Linked DNA regions of Gossypium hirsutum: region 1 is linked to region 2. The links are chromatin contacts, called in public Hi-C maps. All regions are on one chromosome and are shown on one strand. Each heading gives the region's core, a stretch centred on a gene start, on an enhancer-like site or on the middle of the called end of the contact. The rest is flanking DNA. Distances are from core to core; before and after follow the strand shown.

The links. Hi-C and Micro-C count contacts between places; a contact is called where the count stands out from the background.
Region 1: a Hi-C map of leaf shows a contact between it and region 2, with 4 times the contacts expected there. The contact joins the promoter of LOC107942064 here to the enhancer-like site in region 2. A contact is called at or near these places in 8 of 34 Hi-C or Micro-C datasets (hypocotyl, leaf, petal and 1 more).

The regions. Positions count from the first base shown.
Region 1 is chrA11:62,539,313-62,543,398 of Gossypium_hirsutum_v2.1, reverse strand. LOC107942064 (BTB/POZ and TAZ domain-containing protein 4) reads right to left here and starts at 2,521. Exons shown (of 6, transcript XM_016875706.2): 1 at 2,141-2,521; 2 at 1,677-2,004; 3 at 1,114-1,250; 4 at 613-934; 5 at 225-541; 6 at 1-108. The coding sequence starts at 1,943. LOC121209910 (a long non-coding RNA gene) reads left to right here and starts at 3,377. Exons shown (of 4, transcript XR_005905093.1): 1 at 3,377-3,908; 2 at 4,034-4,086.
Region 2 is chrA11:62,445,872-62,449,953 of Gossypium_hirsutum_v2.1, reverse strand. No RefSeq gene overlaps it. Among protein-coding and RNA genes, the nearest start is that of LOC107899353, 15 kb to the right of the region's middle. Within about 2 kb of position 1,728, at least 3 of the 9 cell types and tissues checked have an H3K27ac peak or open chromatin away from gene starts, as enhancers often do. A contact at or near this core is called in hypocotyl and leaf, where this site is marked.

The sequences.
Region 1 (4,086 bases), core at 1,272-3,771, 93 kb before region 2:
AAAATTGGTGCACCTCCAATTCTCTTTGTTCTTAATATCCTTTTCACAAGTAATTTCCACTTGATTTCGTCCTTCTTGCTTTGTTTCCTGATCTTCTCCTTGAGGTTCCTGAATTGGAAGGTTGGGTTTCAATATTGACAAATATCTTATTTATGCAATTGGTTATTTAAGAGATCAAATTGGCATCAACCATATCGTCTTAAATTTGGCATTTTAAAAGGTACCTGCACAAAGGAACTCGGCACGAATTTGAATCAGTGCAGAGACGGGAATGTAACTCCAGTAGCTGCCACATTCTTTTGCAATGAATGCAGCCGCCAGGGACTCTCAACTTGCAACTAGCAAAATGGCGAACAAGCAATTCTAACCCTTTGCAACAGTCTCCATAATCGCATGGTGTTTGGTGTTCTTTCAAATCCTTATCATGTGGTCCAATTGTCCTGCAACCATCTCTGAATATGTGAACAAGAGCCTCCATTGCTTCACATAATTGAAGGTAGATCCTCTGCTCATTTGATTTCCTGTTTTTCTCCTTTTGCATCTGCAAAATTTGCATTTAGAGATTTAGGTCAAACTGCTAGAACCCAAGGTTACAAGGTGAAGCAGCCTTACCATGATATCCCTCCCATGTTCTTCATCCATCATGGATTCAAGAAGTTCTTTTTCAAGTGCTGGATTGCTCTTCTTCATTGCTTTCCACCCTTCAGTTTCGCGAACGGCCTTGCAGGTCATTATGATCATACGGTGAGTGATCAGCGTTAGTCGAGGCGCATCACACAGTAATGAAAGCTGGAAGGCATCAACTACATTTTCTATAGTAAGCAAGCCATGCTCAAGTTGCTGTTCACAAGCTCGCTTCAGCTGAGGAACAACATATGTGTGTGACATCACCAACAATGGCAACACAAATTCCTTCATTTCTTCTTTCTCATAACTACAGATCAAAACCAATAACAATTAGCACATGCCGGCATGAATGCATGATGTAACCACATGATCTCAGTGACACTGACAACAAGTTCAAAGTGTGAAGGTAACTAGTAATTGCCAAGGACTTACTGGTTCACAAAACTGAATTCGACCAAAAGTCTTCCAAGGCAAAAGAGAAGTTACCTGGAAGAGTACAAGAATCGAATGAAAGCCCGAACTGCATCTTGTGGAACACCATGGATGTGGATTGAAATTGGTCTTCTGTGACCAAATCCTTTTGCTTGTTTCAACATGCCTCTTAGTACAGGAGAAGCCATGCCCTGTTAGCAAAAAAGATCCAGTGAAGGGATTTGAGTCAATAAATTTGTTCAAGACACCATGTCCAAATTGCTAAATAGTTGCTATTAGCTTTATTTTCTTGTACATTAAAACACTAAACAACTCGATCCTACAAGGATTAAGGGGGCAAATGTGGCTTTCCTTTTGCTGGTTATGCTAAAAAAATATAACAACTTGCTCATGAGCTAAATGAATCAATGTCGCATTCCACCAAATGGGATTTCATTTCCAATATCTATGGTCTAAAACTGATATATAAAATTAAGTTGTATAACCAAACCATAAAAAAATGCCTGGTTAAATCAACAATATACGGAATCGAGATTGTTCAAATAACAAGGGTATTGCTCAAAGCATAACGTCCATTAATTTCATCATTAAAGATAGAAAAGACAAGGAGCGCTTACAACAATATTAGAATGCGCACAGATAATGCCACCATTATCAGTTTTAATGATAACATCAGTTTTATAGCCTCCATCAAAGAGCCTATCCCACAAAGCCCTGGTTGCTGTCGCGGCACAATTGTTTCCTCTTATGGCTGACCCATTCTTCATTAGTGACCCCTTCCGCCTACAATTTTTAGCTGGACCAGGTAATGGAGGTGGCGCTGGAAAAACCTTATTGGCACCTCGACAAGTTTGCTTTGTAATACATTCTTCCATCTTCCCCATTAACTTTCACTTTTGGAAGGCATTCAATGACAATCAAACTCAGGTTCTTTTTTTATTTGATCTGACAAAAGAATGAAATAGCAGAAACTTCGATGAGCAACACAGAATCACAAGTTTCAATTTGCATATTTATAGAAACATGACCAAAATTAAAGATTAATGAAATCTAAAACATGGGTTTTCAAGAAAAAACTCACCTTTTAATCTAAATCAAAAGTGTCTGGGATTTGGAAAATGCAGAATCAATAAGAAGAAATTAACATGTTTCCGTACAAAATCTCCAACGAATCTCGAAGAAAATGAACTCTTTTTAATTATATGAAAAAGAGAAAGCAAGAAAAAGAGAAGAATGGAGATGGCAACGATCTATCAGTTCCTCCGCCACTGCCACCGCCACCAATTCGGGTGCAGAGGCCGGAAAAAAAGTGAACCGGAAAAAACCGCCAAGGAATTTAATATTTAAAAATAAAAATAAAATCAACATTTATGTGCGAGTATAACATGCACGATTCTTCTTGCTCACTTCACGCGCTTGATTTCAATGAAAAAAAATGAATGGTTTTGGACAAATTCCGTTTTACTTTTTACAACGGGTGGTCGGGCGCTTCTATTTTAATGGTTGGTTGCTTTGGTTAGTTACGTGGACGGTGTGGGGCGGGAGTAAAAAATTGTTCTACACAAAGCCGTTTTGCCCTTACTTTTGTGCTTCATTGGGGGATTTGATTCCTCCTTAGGTGAAATTAATTTCGGTAAAATAATAAATTAAATATTATATTAATGAAGTTACAATCAACAATAAAATATAAGAGTGATGTAATTATAATGAGAAGGAAAAAATAACTACTAAGGATATTAAATTAAATTTTATATATTTGATAAAATAAATTAATTTACGTCATTATTATATTTAAATTATATTTATTTATGTATTTACATAAAATTAAAAAAATTATTAACTATTATTTGAAAGAAATGAATTAACAATAAATATTATAATTAAGAATATTAAAATAAAAAATTTATTAAAAACATTATCATTAGCTCAAAAAAGATAACAAGGTATAATGTATTGTTTCGTAGTATCCATAAAAAGCTAAAATAAAAAATATAATTATTATAAAAATAAGGTCATAATAAGAAAAGAAAGTAAGCTCCATGAATAGGCACTAAACATTGACTAAAACTATGTTTCCATCTATTAATTTTCAAATATTACATATTAATTACTAATATAATTAAATTGTTATATTTTAATGTTTAACTTTTAATACCTCTTAATGAAATGATGCAACAGTATTTTAACACAAATGATTAATGACTAATTTGACACTTAAATTATTATTAAAATATCATGTTAATATTTTTAGAATTTTTCTTAACAATAATTTTAAAATGTTCAAAAAAATTAAAAATATCAAAAAATTAAAAATCATAAATTTCTAAAAAGGGAAATTGTTGCTAAAATATTCAATTTTTTCCTATATAGTTGACAACATGACCATTTTTATTTTTTTAGAATATAAGCTGGATTTATAAAACCAAACCCAAGACAATGCCATTGGGCTACCAGAATAATTAGCATAAACACACCAAGACCTGGCCCAACAGATTGCCCCAACAATTAACAAAAAAAAAAAAAACCAGCAAAGCTTTTTGGAGACGCTTCACAAAGCAGAAAAATAAGTTTTAGAATTCTCCATCACCAAATCGACAAAAGCAACAAAAACCAGGGGAAAACTGTTCATTTTCCTTGGGAACGCGGCGGTCAAAACTTTTGTTGCTTCTTTATCCTTCATCGTCCAGTGCGTTTTAGTCCAGAGCTTCCAACAAGCTACGGTCTCGCTCAATCAGTATCACCGCAACCTTGGGATCCCATACCTCAAGAATATCCCCTATTTTTGCCGAAGACCTTCCCTGGCTAACTGGTTCGCCGCTTCGTTGGCCAATCTTTTCACATGCAGAAAGGTACAGCTTTGAAAAACTTTACTCAGCCTCTTCACGTCTTCCATATACCCCGATATTTCGGAGGAATCTGTTTCATCTTTAGTTGCCTTCTTAATGACTGTTAGAGAGTCACCTTCAACCTCCAGGTTTTGTACATTTAGATCTAAGCATAACCTCAACGCCTCCACACAGAGCCTAG
Region 2 (4,082 bases), core at 479-2,978:
AAATCTCTATTCTTCTTTTCAATTTCAACTTTTTGTTATGATTTTTATTGGTTCACGTATTTGACAATTTAAATATAAATTATTCTATTTATATTTTATTTTATATATATAAATAATTGTTTATTTATATTTATATATTTTATTCGCTAACGTATTTTGTCCAACAATAAAACGATAATTATTGAGAAACATTACAAATTAGGACTTCTAAGTGGCTGTGGTTGTTTGATTTGATGGATCCGCAAGAATAATAATGGTTCGGTTGGTGTTGTTTCCAGAGGGAGCTAGGAGGGATATTGGTTGCTATTTGTGCCTGGGACAAAAAAGAAAAAGGGAAGAGGGGGAAAAAATAGGATCAGGCTCTTGAAAGCTTTAGATGCTTTGACACCATATAGATTTTTGGATGGAGATAAAATGAGTGCACTATTTTATTAAAGCAATTGCAAAGCTTAAATACATAAAAGTTGATCAACTTTTTAAGAATCCTACTCCTTGAAATTTTCTAGTTGAAGCTAAGATAGTATTACTCCTAAAAACTACCAACTTATTCAAATAATAATAACAAAAAGATCATAATACAATAATCAAAACCCCGGCAGTAGAAATTGTTATATTGTTCTGCTCAATACAATGGTGGCAAAGAAATTGGAGTAGGCAAGCACGACTAGAGTTTTGGACACAAGACAGCAAGGAGCACAATTGGTTGCGATAGCAGCAACACCAAGCAACAGTGAAAGATAATAAGCAGAGTTTTTTTGCTTTCCGGCAAAGAGAGAAATTAATCATAATAAAGAAAAATTAGGGTATAAGAACTTCTACTTCTAATTACCAAATAATTTTATTAATATATCACAAAAATATTAGTAAACTCTAATAAATATCTTAATAGAATAAAAATCTTAATCTAATTAAACTAAATAATAAAACAAAACACACGCCTTCCTTTTTTCTCTTAACTAAGGGTTAATTACAAGATTAGTCTCCCATTAAACATTAAAATTTTAATTTAATCCTTAAAACAAAGTCGAAATCTAATTTAACCTCGAAATTAAACTAAAAATTTAAATAAGTTCATAATTCATAAAAATACTAAAAATTTAAATTTTATCATTTTATCTAAAATTTCAAAATTAATTTATTATATACAAAAACTTATAAACTTATCTCGATTCGATGTAAAATTCGATATCAAAATTTATAATCCTAAAGAAAAAGAGAATTCTTTATTGTAGACCTTTTGAAACAATCAAATTATTGGATGGAAGAAGAGAATGAATTTGATTGGATCTTGAACCTTGATATACAAGGCATGATCGTTTACAAAATTATGAGCAATGTTGAATAGTTGCACGACATAAATTGGAGGTTGATATTGAAGAGTTATGGTTCCATATTTGGTTGTTTTTTTTATACAATATTTAAAACTATTCATAATCATTTACGACTTATAAATATGAAAATAAACTCACTTTAGTACACTCAAACTCACGTCTTTTTACTCCGATAATAATATCAATATTAATCGAATTAAGATTTGTGTTTGATGATGGTTGAAGCTTGTGTCCGAGTACTGTGAGAAGATATTTTCAAAAGGGCAAAACGAAGAGGGCCCTTGCTGCAATGGGTTGATAATTGGAACAAAGCTTTGGGGCTTAGTAAATCATAGAGAAAGTCAACTGTCATAGATGACCACATCTGCCTGGGCCATATAGATCGTTGGAACAATGAGCCACATGGTTCTGGGCTTAGATGATTAGTTAAGGTTTCCGTTCAAGGCTCAGTTGACCTGACCCAGATAGATGAACCCAAACATCAAGCCGACTGTAAAAAAATAAAAGTAGAGTTAAATTATGAAGAGGTGGTTGAAACACTGTAAAGAAACATACTATAAAACTATACTTTATTCATTCATGGCAGCAACAACAACAACACTAATAATATGAAATTATGAAAATAAGTAAGAGATGGTTGGCAGTTGGCAAAGGGCCAAAGGCTAAAGCAGGGGAGCGTCTTCCTTCCATGATACTACTAATAAAATTAAAAACCAGAGTGGGCTGAGGATGGTCCAGCCTTTGGCACGTGAAGACGCTCCTCACCCTGGCCTCCCATTATCATCACCCGTGTTTATCAAATTCCCTTTTCTTTTCTTGCTTTAGCTTACCCCTAAATCTTCCTTATTTTAACCAACATATGGGACCTATAATATTTACACATATATAACAACATAGCTTTCACAATCCATTCTATTTTACAAATTAATGTAACCTCCCTCTCCACAATGATTACTTCACTTATTTATGCCTTAATCTTATCTTGGACTTATGAAATCCCCTTTTTTCTTTTTTTTGTTTCAGGAAGGGATTGGATCTTGCTCTTCTTTTTTAATAGATAAGTTACATTAATAATTTAATCAAATGTTTGGATACTTTACACTATCATTTGAATTTTTTTTTATTCTGTTTTATATATATTAAATAAAAGATTGTGCACTAATTATTGAGCTCAAAATATAATTGCATGGGTAAAAGTATTATGGAATTCATTGTACTAGAAGTTAGATTGCATTTTACAAAAAGATTGCATTTTGTCCCCTCTACTAAAAAAATGAATAAATTAGCCCATATACATTAGCTTAAATAGCAAACCGTTGTTTCTATAAAAATTTCCATCCATTTTTACTATTAAGAACTGATACTTGTACATTAATTTTTGATGTACACATTGCATCACATGTAATTTTTTGGCTATTCTATTAGTTATGTCAATTTTTAACCGTAAAAATGGGTAAGTTTTTTAAAAGAAATGGTCAATTTACTCTTTGATCTAATGTATAGGGACCATTTGACTCATTTTTTAAATAATAAATAAATAAAATATAATCTAACTCCTAATATAAGAATCCCGTGATACTTTTACCTAATTCGTTACCAAAAGAATGAAAACAGCAAAAATGTTATTAGGTTGAAATTAAAGTATATAGAGCATGCTACTTGTGTTAGATATGACACCTTTTTCCTAACTAAATAAATGAAGAATTATATATGTACATATTGATTAAATAATTTGTTGGTGAAAAACATTAATATTCATAATTTTTGGACCATATTGAATAGGGAGTTTTAGCTTGGTTTGATTTATTTCTATAACAAAACTTTACAGCTTGTAAATTCACACACACATTTATATAATATTAATGATTTCCAAGGTTGATAACAAATGAAACATGCATGTGCATCACAATTTGTGAAAAACTAATTAAAAAATATACTAGCAATTAATTGATACTGTTTATTGGAAGTATATAAATGAAAGAAAACAGACAAAAATAAAAAAAATTTTGAAAGAAAGAACATATTCTCTAATGCAACAATGATCACTATATATCTTTTTTGGTAAAATTAATATTTTTTTATCAGACCCTCTGATCGTTAAGAAGTGATTAATATGAAACTTGAACGTTAATATTATCTGAGTTTTTGGGATTTTGTAATCTAAATCAATTTTTCTTAATTTATATCACTGTTTTGATCAATAAAAAAGGGGGGGGCAGAACTGCATGCATTGCAGGAACCCTAAAAAGAATTGGCTTTAATAGTTCATGGGCACTGCTCACATTCTAATTAAAATAGCATTCAATTTATGGTAAAGTAATCCAAATGTGTAATAAATCAGAAACATCTTAGGGTGGTGTCTTGTATATTTTTATTTTCTTTTGGGCAAAATTAAAGATGTATTCTTCTCTCCTGCATTTGGTAATATCCCACCTTTTGCTTGCACATAATTTGTTTTAGATGGTCTTAAAAGTAATTTCCTGTCTATTAAAAGGTTTTTAATGCCACAAGAATCAAATATTAAAGGGTTTCATATTGGGGCATGGATCCCTCCATAAATTTTAATTCTTATTAATCCTCTTAAATAATTTAAAATTTATTGTATTTTTTTACCTCTTCTATAAATTAATTGTTAAATATGACTCCTATTTTCAGTCAAATTTGAAAAACAATCTTTCAGTTAAACTCTGTTTACTTGTTTCAATCAAACACTGATTAGTTTAGATTATTTTATTATTATTTGATCTATGA